Linked DNA regions of Gossypium hirsutum: region 1 is linked to region 2. The links are chromatin contacts, called in public Hi-C maps. All regions are on one chromosome and are shown on one strand. The core of a region is the stretch at or near the end of the contact, and the rest is flanking DNA. Distances in the headings are between cores, read along the strand shown.

The links. Hi-C and Micro-C count contacts between places; a contact is called where the count stands out from the background.
Region 1: a Hi-C map of leaf shows a contact between it and region 2, with 4 times the contacts expected there. The contact joins the promoter of LOC107917957 here to the promoter of LOC121205059 in region 2. A contact is called at or near these places in 2 of 34 Hi-C or Micro-C datasets (both in leaf).

The regions. Positions count from the first base shown.
Region 1 is chrA01:22,427,511-22,432,726 of Gossypium_hirsutum_v2.1, reverse strand. It overlaps LOC107917957 (filament-like plant protein 4), which reads left to right and starts at 3,549. Exons shown (of 6, transcript XM_016847403.2): 1 at 3,549-3,845; 2 at 5,135-5,216. The coding sequence starts at 5,156.
Region 2 is chrA01:21,898,584-21,903,782 of Gossypium_hirsutum_v2.1, reverse strand. LOC121205059 (BRISC and BRCA1-A complex member 2) reads right to left here and starts at 3,363. Exons shown (of 13, transcript XM_041075994.1): 1 at 3,024-3,363; 2 at 2,796-2,886; 3 at 2,519-2,708; 4 at 2,319-2,409; 5 at 1,707-1,742; 6 at 1,501-1,599; 7 at 1,225-1,355; 8 at 1,077-1,125; 9 at 912-1,001; 10 at 769-822; 11 at 502-567; 12 at 184-281; 13 at 1-110. The coding sequence starts at 3,101. The coding sequence ends at 44.

The DNA.
Region 1 (5,216 bases), core at 2,300-4,799, 530 kb before region 2:
TCTAATATTTATCTTGATAAGTATTATATTAATTTAATATTAAAGTGATTAAGTTTAATCATAGTTGAACTCTCTAAACTCTCCCTATATAAAGTGAGCCATGAGTCATTATTTTTCACACTTAAATTCAAGAGAAAGTTGTAGAGAGAAAATTCTTTAAAGAAATTATCTCAGAAAATTTCTAGAAATATTTTTATTTAAAATTTGATCCAAAAATTTAGAGAAATTGCAAAATTACCCCATTGCAAATTTTATGGAAAAAAAATTTTATTCGAAATGAGCTCAAACTCAATAGACGTGAACTTGAGGATAACGAAGAAGACTACTTGGTCGAAGCATTCATCCTAGACCAATAAAAAATGTACAATTTTGATTAAGTGTTTATTACTTTAGATATAATAACCAAGTTCTTGTTTTTGGAGAAAAATTTAAAACTCAGGTTTTCCCCTTAAACTTATTTCTCGCTGCATTTTCCAAACCCGATTTTCCAACAAACATGGAGTCCAGTTTTACAAGAATCCTCAGACATGCCTTGGTGTTCCTACGTTGTGGGGTAAAAGAAGGATGGATGCTTTGAGTTACATCAAGGAAAGATTGTTGGCAAAGTTGAAATGTTGGAAGAAGTAGATTCTATCAATCTAGTAGAGGTCCTGATCAAATTTGTAGCATGTGCAATTCCAACTTACTTAATGGCATGTTTCAAGTTTCTGAAGTATTTTTGTAGGGAAATAAATTAGGCCATTGCTAATTTTTGGTGGGGCAAATTCACAATGAAAGGAAAATTCATTGGAAGTCTTAGGAGGAATGGGGTTCAAGGACTTTGAAGCTTTTAACCTAGCAACGTTGGCTAAACAAAGATGGATGATGATTGCTAAACCAAGATCTTTATGGGTTAAGGTCTTGAAAGGTTAATACTTTCCCCACAAATCTATCATGGAGGCAGAGAAAGGATCTAGAGCATCTTGGACATGGAGTAGCTTGGTGGAAGGTTCATGAGTTCTCAAGGAGCTAATGTTTATGAGAGGTGATGAATGGAGAAACTATTGGAATTTGGAAAGATAGATGGGTTAGAGGAATAAGGGGTGATAGAATCCATCATCCGGGCATTCTAAAAGAAGATTTAGTAAGCAAAGTGACTGCGATTATCTACAAAGAGAAGGGCACTTGGAACTTGTCATCTATTGAACATTGGCTTTTAGGAGAGGAGAATGAAGTAATTCTTAATATTCCTAGGGGATCCAAATGGTATAGATAGACTGATATGGCCACATAATGCTTCAGGTTGCTACTCTATCAAATCTGGTTACAAGATAATCAAGAAGGAAGCTAAGGGAAACAACACTTTGAGGCCTTCATCATCATATGTTATTAATAAATCTATTTGGAACTTTATATGGAATCTGAAGGTGCTTAGTAAGATAAAAGTATTTCTCTAAAGGGTCTGTATTGATGCTATTTCTAGTAGTTTCAATTTGTGGAAGAGAGTTAAATTTAGATCCCATTTTTGTAGTACATTCTATTAAGAAATGGAAACTTTGGAGCACTTGTTTTTGGCTGTGATTGGGTGAGGGGTGTATGGTTTGAGGCTTACAGTGGACTTAGAATTAACAAAGGAGATGTGGACGATGTTGTTTGCTAGTTTGTAGAAATAATGAAGTCCATTAGGGATGAAGAGTTGAAAATTAGAATAATCCTTACCTAGTGGATGATATGGAAGATGCGTTGTGAGATGATGATGCAAGGGGCTAGAATAAATGCTAAGAGGACTATTTGCAAGAAAGAAGTGGTAGCTATGGAGATCCTAGAGATTGGGTATAATGGGATGTCTTCTAATCTGAATGAAAATCAATGTAATGATGAGGTTAATTAGCAAAAACCAGAGCAAGGTTGGGTTAAGACAAATGTTGATGGTTTATTAGATCTAAAGACTAAACAAGTTGGTGTTGGAGTCATTGCAAGGGGTTTTCATGGCAAGTTGCTTGGCAGGCAAGGGTGAGTATGATTGCAATGTCACCTAATTAAGGTAATGGTCGTTCTTATTTTGGTCCACTCTTAATTTTTTTTGTTAATTTGATCATAGCCAAAAAAAAAATTGATCAAATTTGTCACTCCACCCTTAAAATAATAATGGAAGACTAATGTATTTTTTAGTGTCTAAAATAATAACAATGTCTATTTAAAATATTTAACAGATAATTTATCCTAATTTTAAAATGACGAAAATGAGAACCACTCTAATTTAAAAGAACTAAAATAAGAAATGCACATTAACATTCTATTAAGAAATACGCAATCAACATTCTATTACTATTTAATGAACTTCTATTTAGCATGACTGAGGAAGTAATTTAATCTAGCAAAACAGAAATTAGTGATGGATGTAAAGCAAAGATTAGAGAGCAGGATAAAACCAAATTCAGTAGACAACAAAATCCTGCAATTGGGGTCGAAAATCACTAACATTAAATTACATGTCCCGAATACCAACGGACTGAAGCAATTTCAATGGTGGAGATGCGGTTACACATGGCAATAGATGCAGCGACGGAGCATGGTAGCAGGCAATATTTGATTAAAACAAATCCTCATTAGCTGTAACGAGTAGTGACGGCGGTCCTAAGTCGTAACATTTACAGTACGCCAAAATCGCACATAGAAACATAGCTTTCCAAAATATCGTTTACAGCCCAGCAGTTGCTCTACCACAGTGAGTATATAGCTATGCCAAAATGTATTAAATTTGATTTAAAAACATAATATATTTAAATTATTAATATAAATTACAAACTTATTAAAATTATATTAATATATAAAATAATTATAACATGAAAAAGGTATAACAATGAATTGCCAAAATTCATTTCTCATTTTTAATTTTTTTAACATAATAATTCATTTGGTCTTCTAATTTTATAAATAAGGTTATTTTAATTTTCTATTTTAATTTTTATCTTTTTTTAATCTTTAAATTTACGTTGTTTGTTAAACTATTAAAAAATAGATGAAAAATTAATATTTGTTAATTTTATTGATGTGGTAGATATGTGGGTTGTAACATAGATGTCATGCCTACAATTAATTAATTATTTAAAATTTAAAAAATTAAAAAAATAATTAATTACTGACGTACATGTTAATTGTTAAGATAACATGCATGTGGGTTGCCATGTGTATAGTGAGTAAAGTTAACAAATGTTAAAATTTTCAATTATTTTGAAATGATTTGATAAATAATATAAATTTAAAAAATTTAATTGAAACCTAAAATGACTTTTTTTATAAAATTAGAGAATAAAAATATTTAGTGCTCAAATTATCTAAAACAATATACATAAAATAGTGGTTCATATTTTTATCATATGTTTAAGAATAAATAAGATAATGCCATTATGTAGGCTATGAATATATTAAATATAAACCTTAAATGAGAATTTAAGATATAAATATGATTAAAAATAAAAGGTTTATAGATGGAAAGTCCTAAAATCTAATATGAGTTGAGGGAATTTACCATATATATATATGTGTGTATACGTACGTGTATATGTAACTAACACTGGCCTGTAATTAATGAACAAAAACAAAAAACAGTGGCCTTTAATTTTTATTTGCAGAAAACTATTAATAATCTCAAAGCCGAACTGGTTTTGTAACTTTTGCTTTATTGCCCCAACGCCACCACCACGGTCCCACTCTCTCCTCCTCCGCCATTGCCACCACTTCTTTCACTTCCTCAAAACACTGAAACCAATAACCAAAAAACCCACAAATTTGGATCTTAACTTTAAATCTCAAACAACACTCTTTTGTTTATACTGTACAAACTTTCATTTCTGATTCTCAAGGTAAGTCAAGTTTATGAAATAATGCGAGTTCTAAAATGCTTCTTTCTTTCGTTCTTTCTTTTTTTTTTTTTAACTTTTCATTTGCTTGTTTGTTTGGTTTAAGCATAAAGGTTGATGGTGAAAGCACAGTTGTAGTGCGTAGTGAGTAAAAATGGAAAACTTATGTTTTTCCCTCTGCCCTTAGTTTTTGTTTCTTTCTGGTTTCTTTTAATTGCAAGACAAATAGATGTCAGGTTTTATGCAGACTAAAATGTTTCATTTGAGATGCTTTTTTTTTGTCGGTGAAGTTTCAATTTCTTGTTTTGCCTGATATGAAGCGAGCTTTTGATTCTAAGATCTTTTGCTTTTTGATTAGATCTTCTTTTTGCATTTCAACTGAAGCCATTGATGAACTTGGTTTTGCTCTGATTCGATTCACAACACTTTGAAACACTGACGATCTTACTTGTTTCTATCTAAAACCATGGCGTTTATATTTATGTTGTACGATAATGAATGGATGTCACACGGTGCCTTTTTTTTTCTTCTTCTTCCCTTTTCAGTTCTAAATTGATGGCTTGTCTTTTTCTTTCACGTTATTTTCAGTCCCAAATTACCACAAATACCAAACTCCTGCTGCTTCTTCATTCTAGTAGTACAATCTGCTTTGTAATTTCTCAACCTTGGAAACCTTTTTTTACCCCCTCACATGATGCTCTGTTTGGTAGCTGAGAAAATGTAGTATAAAAGAGAAGAGCACCTTGATTTCTGACAGCTGTCTAATAATTTGATTTGGTCAAAGTAAATTCTAATAAAAATATTAAACTTTCTTCTTAGCATTCTTGGTGGCTATTAATAGTTTGGTGAATATCCACCAAAACATTATTCCATCATGCAATGTTAAAGAAATCTACCTAACCTGATGATCCTCATTCTTAATTTTTTCTATTTCTCAGTGAATTACTAAGATTTGCATTATCTTTGGGAGGATTTATTTGAACTCTTGAGTGGTTTCGATACCAAATATGTAAGGCAGTTAGCTTTTGGTATCATAGAACATGTTTCTGTTTATAGTCTTTGAATACGGTTTAAGAAAATTGAACTTGGTTTGAAATTGTTTTCATTTCGATTAGAAAAAGAGTGTCAGAAACTTATCTGAGAGTAATACGGCCTAAATAGGTTGGTTGCAGCGTGTATCCTTAGTCATATACTATGATTTTTGGATTGGAGGGAGGCTGTGATGTTCAGTTTCCTTTTCTTTTGCAGTATATATATTTTTCTTGACAAATTATTTGGTCTTCTTGACATAGGCTATAAAGGGGTTTCAAGTAATGGACCGCCGTTGGCCTTGGAAGAAAAAATCATCTGATAAAGCTGATAAAGATGCTGCTG
Region 2 (5,199 bases), core at 2,114-4,613:
ATAAAACATAACCCATACCAAACTTCAGCATCCCTTTATCGTTCTAGTGTTGAGGTTGAGACTCATTACAGAACCGTTTGAAGTTCAGAGACTCATCCGCCAAGAAATCGCTGAAGAAATCAATACATGTTAATAAAACACACTGAAAATGATTGAGAATCTACTAAGACTAATGAAACTCACAATATCCGCTCTGCCATTTGTGATGCTTCCCATCTCGGACTCCATGGATATTCTGCTAGAAGAGGTGACTTTTTCGGTATTCCTTGTGGCGATATATGCTGCAATAGACAATCAATGTTCATGTTCTCCAACGAGTAGAGAAACTGATATTCAGCAGAATCATAAAAGCTAGTTGGTCCTTAAACTTATTCGGTAATATCTTCCATGTATCCTTTCAGATACATCACACCTTTTTATCAATCTGTCTAAAAATGGGATCTAAATATTGAACCCAAGAACCCGAGTGCTTAACATATCAGGAAATGCTAATAGAATAACCTGAGAACTTTGGAACATCAGAGCTGGCTGCTGCTTAGGAAACAGAGTTGAAATATGGAAGTGCACCTACAACAACAGTACTATCAAAAGTTGACTTTTAGCAGAGACCGAGTTAAGTAAAAAAATATGGGTACTAGAAGTTTGATCCAAAAACTTATTGCACTAAAATCAAATGCAATCATAGTCTAGAACTTAATCATGTTTATTGAAATAGTCCTCCATTGGTCTAAACAGAAAATGGTAGAATCAGCAATTATCTGATGGTACCAAGAAAACAAAGGATCCAGAGGAAGCAAGAAATGTTGCCTTTCTGCAAAAGACCTGCCAAGGAAAGCAATGAGAAACTAACAATCAATGTTAAATAAACTAATGCTTCATATAAAAAGATAAATGGCAAGACTAGTGCACACCGGATCAGCTTCCAAAGGTCTTCCAAACAATGGGGCTAATGCCTCTATGAAGTGTCTTCTTATGTCAATTAATGAAACAGCTTCCAGGACCTAGAGAACAATTACAGATCACTCCTACTCTTACACAAACTGAAAGCAAACCTAGATGACCAAAAAGGAGCCAACCTGTTTCTGAAGAGATTCTTCTAGATGAGGAAGATATTCAGCCATGCACCTTCAAATGAGAAGGTAAAAACCAACAGAGGTTTGTCAGCACAAGATGTGTCCATCTTTTAAGATATGCAACAAATGCAGGATGATTTACATAACTCACATTCCATCCAACCATGAAGGAAGCTTGACATCCTCGATTGTAAACAGAGCTCTCAGCTCAGTAGTTGACATCAATTTCAGACGAGGTGCTGAAGGAGTAGATGCATACTTTTTTCCAACGGGATATATTACCTGCAATATTACAAACTTCATTCAAGGTGGGGAAGAAATGGAGGACAGAAGAGAAGAAAGAATTTTAACAACAATAAAATTACATACAAGTTACTTTTTAAGAATTAGATTACACATAAATGAGAGGGAAAAGAAGGAAAGGTACCTGTAAGTATATCTTTTGTGGATGTCTCCAGGGGCACCCATGCACCATTTTGTTTATGTTCATATCCATTAGAGGCACAGCAAATTTGACCTCTTCTGGCTACGCTAAGATTCAAAGGCATATACACCATGGATTTAGTTAAAAACCAATTATGTTTTAAGCACACATAATCTACTTACAAAGATCATATTCCATAAAAGGAATACCTTTTCAGCACCTGAACTAATTTGCATCTCAATTCCCTGCAGCACAGTAAAGGAATCAGAAAAGAGAAAGGAGTTAAGGCACTAACCAATTAGTTCAGTTTACAGATACAAGCATCTCATAAAATGAAAGAGCTTCAATAGTGGAAAACAGTAAACTAAGTTTAAATACATGTGTAGACAAATTTGAATACATTCAGATTCAAATAATTATGGTTAAAAATTTTGTTCATTGACTCAATGACTTAACAGAGTCTAAAGAGGCTAAAAAGTTCAATATGCAACTATATGACGGCAAATTTTTATCTTTCAGTTCATACATACGGAAACAGACATGCACAAAATGCAGAAAGGAAATTAAGGATAAAGACGTATATTACGGCTAAATGTGTCATGAAAATGGTCAACATTTAAGGACAGACTTCGTGTGATTAAACAAACAAACATTGAGAAAAATGGTAAAGGAAATGTCTCTGAATTTGCACATTTCCTCATTCGTTACTTTAACCTCAACTAATATCTATAAAAGAATCACAATTCAGGTTAAGAAAACAACACAGCAGGATTTTCAAAACATTCTCCATCAGAAACCAAACACAAATGCCAAGAGATTACCTCTCGTGAACAAATAGTGCTAATCTCAAATGTCAACCTATCATCATCCACTTCTCCAACACGTTTCTTCTGGTAGGCCATATACCGGTCCCTATTTAACAAGAAAATAACATGAACATTTTGGCTATCTTTCCCCCCACAACCATAAAAGATTTTGATTTCCATTGCAATAGCAAGTGTCAGTAAACATCAAGCCTAACCTCAATTCCTGAATTAAAGCTAGTAGCCTTGTCGGGTCTTTATAGTTCCAATCAGACAAAATGTTCCAAAACTTCAAGTCCCCCTCTCCTACACGGCCAGTCATGTGTAATGGGTGAAAATCTTCATCTTCAGGTCCAAATATTATATCCGGTGGAGCCAATGGGAACTCCGCATTGTATATAATATCCCCTGGATCAATGTAAACAAAAATATCATCTAAATAGAAAGCAGTTTTACTGATAAATCTTACATTTTGCAATTAAAAATCTTACAGACATTTAATATAGTCTAAGCAATATGGAATAAGCAATGTAAATCGATCTAGGCCCCCGGTGTAGGTTTTTCCACCAGACAACACTTGCTCAACCTGCAAATCAAAATTACAAGAGAAATTGAAACTTTCGTTACTGTTAAAACGGAACCCTAGCTCTTCATCGAACTAATGTCGTTGATTGAAATGGGCAATTTGAAGATATGGGGGGGTATAGGGTTAGACAGAATTACCTTGATTTTGTCGGGAAAGTGATTGATGAGATAATGGAGCTGAGCTGAAATGAATGGAGGGAAGCCATCGAGAGACATGCCTAGCTCCTTTAACAGGCTCAAAGAGATCACTTCGATGCTTCTTGCTTTGATGAAGCTTAAAGCCGATGATTTTACGGCGACGGGTTTTGAATTACGCGCCGGCAATCAACTGGTCGACCAATAAAGAAAAAAAAAAGGGAGTGACCAGTGAATCACCACCGTTTATGTTTCAGTACTTTTTAAGTTATAAGTTTAAGAATATGATGACAACGGGCATCCTCTTATCAGCCACACTGACCCGGTATTACCCGACTATGGTGAAAGTTTGTATTTCGCTTGCATCATATTTAAACTATACTCATTTTTCTTAAATTCTACTTCTGTTTCTTTTTTTTTTATAAATAGTATTTAAATTATACTCCATTACTCAAAATAGTATGTTGTGCGGAAGCGTGTAAAAGAGTAAAATTATTGTACTAAAAAATCACACTAAGTTCAATTCCCAGGAAAGAGAGGTGGATCACAAGGATCGCTTAAGTATCAGGTCTTTCCTAGCCAGAATATCCCTCAATCGTAATTTAATAGCACAATAAATCACTGCAATCACACACAATTCATGCAGAATAATACAATAAAGAACACAAAATTTAACGAGGTTCAGCAAATTTTGCCTACGTCCTCGGGCACTACCAAATATATTTCACTCCAAAATACAAGTGAGAATTTACAAAGAGAGAGAGAGAAAACAATGCCTTAAGTAGAGAATGGCAAGTTTGAGATACAAAATGAGAGATGGTTATGCCTATTTATAGTTGAGGTTCAGGGATCAACTTGCAAAGTCACTTTACAATTAGGGACCATATATTGCAAATATTCAGATTTTATTATGCTAATATCTCGATACCCATATCTTTGACTTTCCAATATTTGATACCCATATCTTTGACTTTCTATTATTTGATACCCATATCTTTGATTTTCCATAAATATGGATAATTCCCAATAATCTCCACCTTGAAGATTTGATTCGAGTAATCTTATTTTCACACAATTCTCTCTGCCTTTGTCAACAACACTTGATAGTGCCTTCTTCAACTGTTAAACATGCAGAATATTGATCAAGTTCAAACAATGTTCGAACTTGATTGTTGTTACCACCTTGGTCATCATATCTGCGGGATTATCTGCAGTCTTAATCTTCTGAAGGTGAATTTTCCCCTCATCAATAATTTCCCGCACAAAGTGGAAACGTACATCGATATGCTTTGTACGTGCATGATAGACTTGATTCTTTGCTAAATGAATAGCACTTTGACTATCACAATACACATTAATATGCTCCTGGACCAATCCCAAGGTTTTAACCATACCTTGTAACCAAATAGCTTCCTTTACAGCCTCTGTTACAGCCATGTATTCAGCTTCTGTGGTTGACAACGCAACTGTAGACTGCAGTGTAGACTTCCAACTTATTGGTCCTCCAGCAAGAGTAAACACATAACCAGTGGTTGATCTTCGTTTGTCCAAATCACCGGCATAATCAGAATCAACGTACCCAACAACACCTTTACCAAGTGTAGTATCCTGCTTGAACAGTAATCCAATATCCATGGTCTTATGAATATACCGTAGAATCCATTTCACAGCTTGCCAATGTCCTTTTCCAGGATTATGCATATACCTGCTCACTATACTAACTGCCTGTGAAATGTCGGGTCTTGTACACACCATTGCATACATCAAGTTACCTACTGCATTAGAATACGGAACTTGTAACATGTATTCTTGTTCCGTATTTGTCGAAGGAGATAGTTGTGCAGAAAGCTTGAAATGAGAAGCCAACGGGGTACTTACAGCTTTAGTCTGCTCATTCATGCCAAACTTCTGTAGTATCTTCTTTAAATATTGCTTCTGAGATAAACTAACTCTGCCATGAGCTCTATCCCTACATATTTCCATGCCAAGGATCTTCTTAGCTTCACCTAGATCTTTCATCTCAAACTCAAGGTTGAGTTGAGTCTTCAATCTCTCAATTTCAACTTTACTCTTAGATGCTATCAACATATCATCAACATATAAGAGCAAGTATACGAAAAATCCTTCTTGTAGCTTCTGAAAATACACGTAATGATCAAATTTACTTCTTGTATACCTT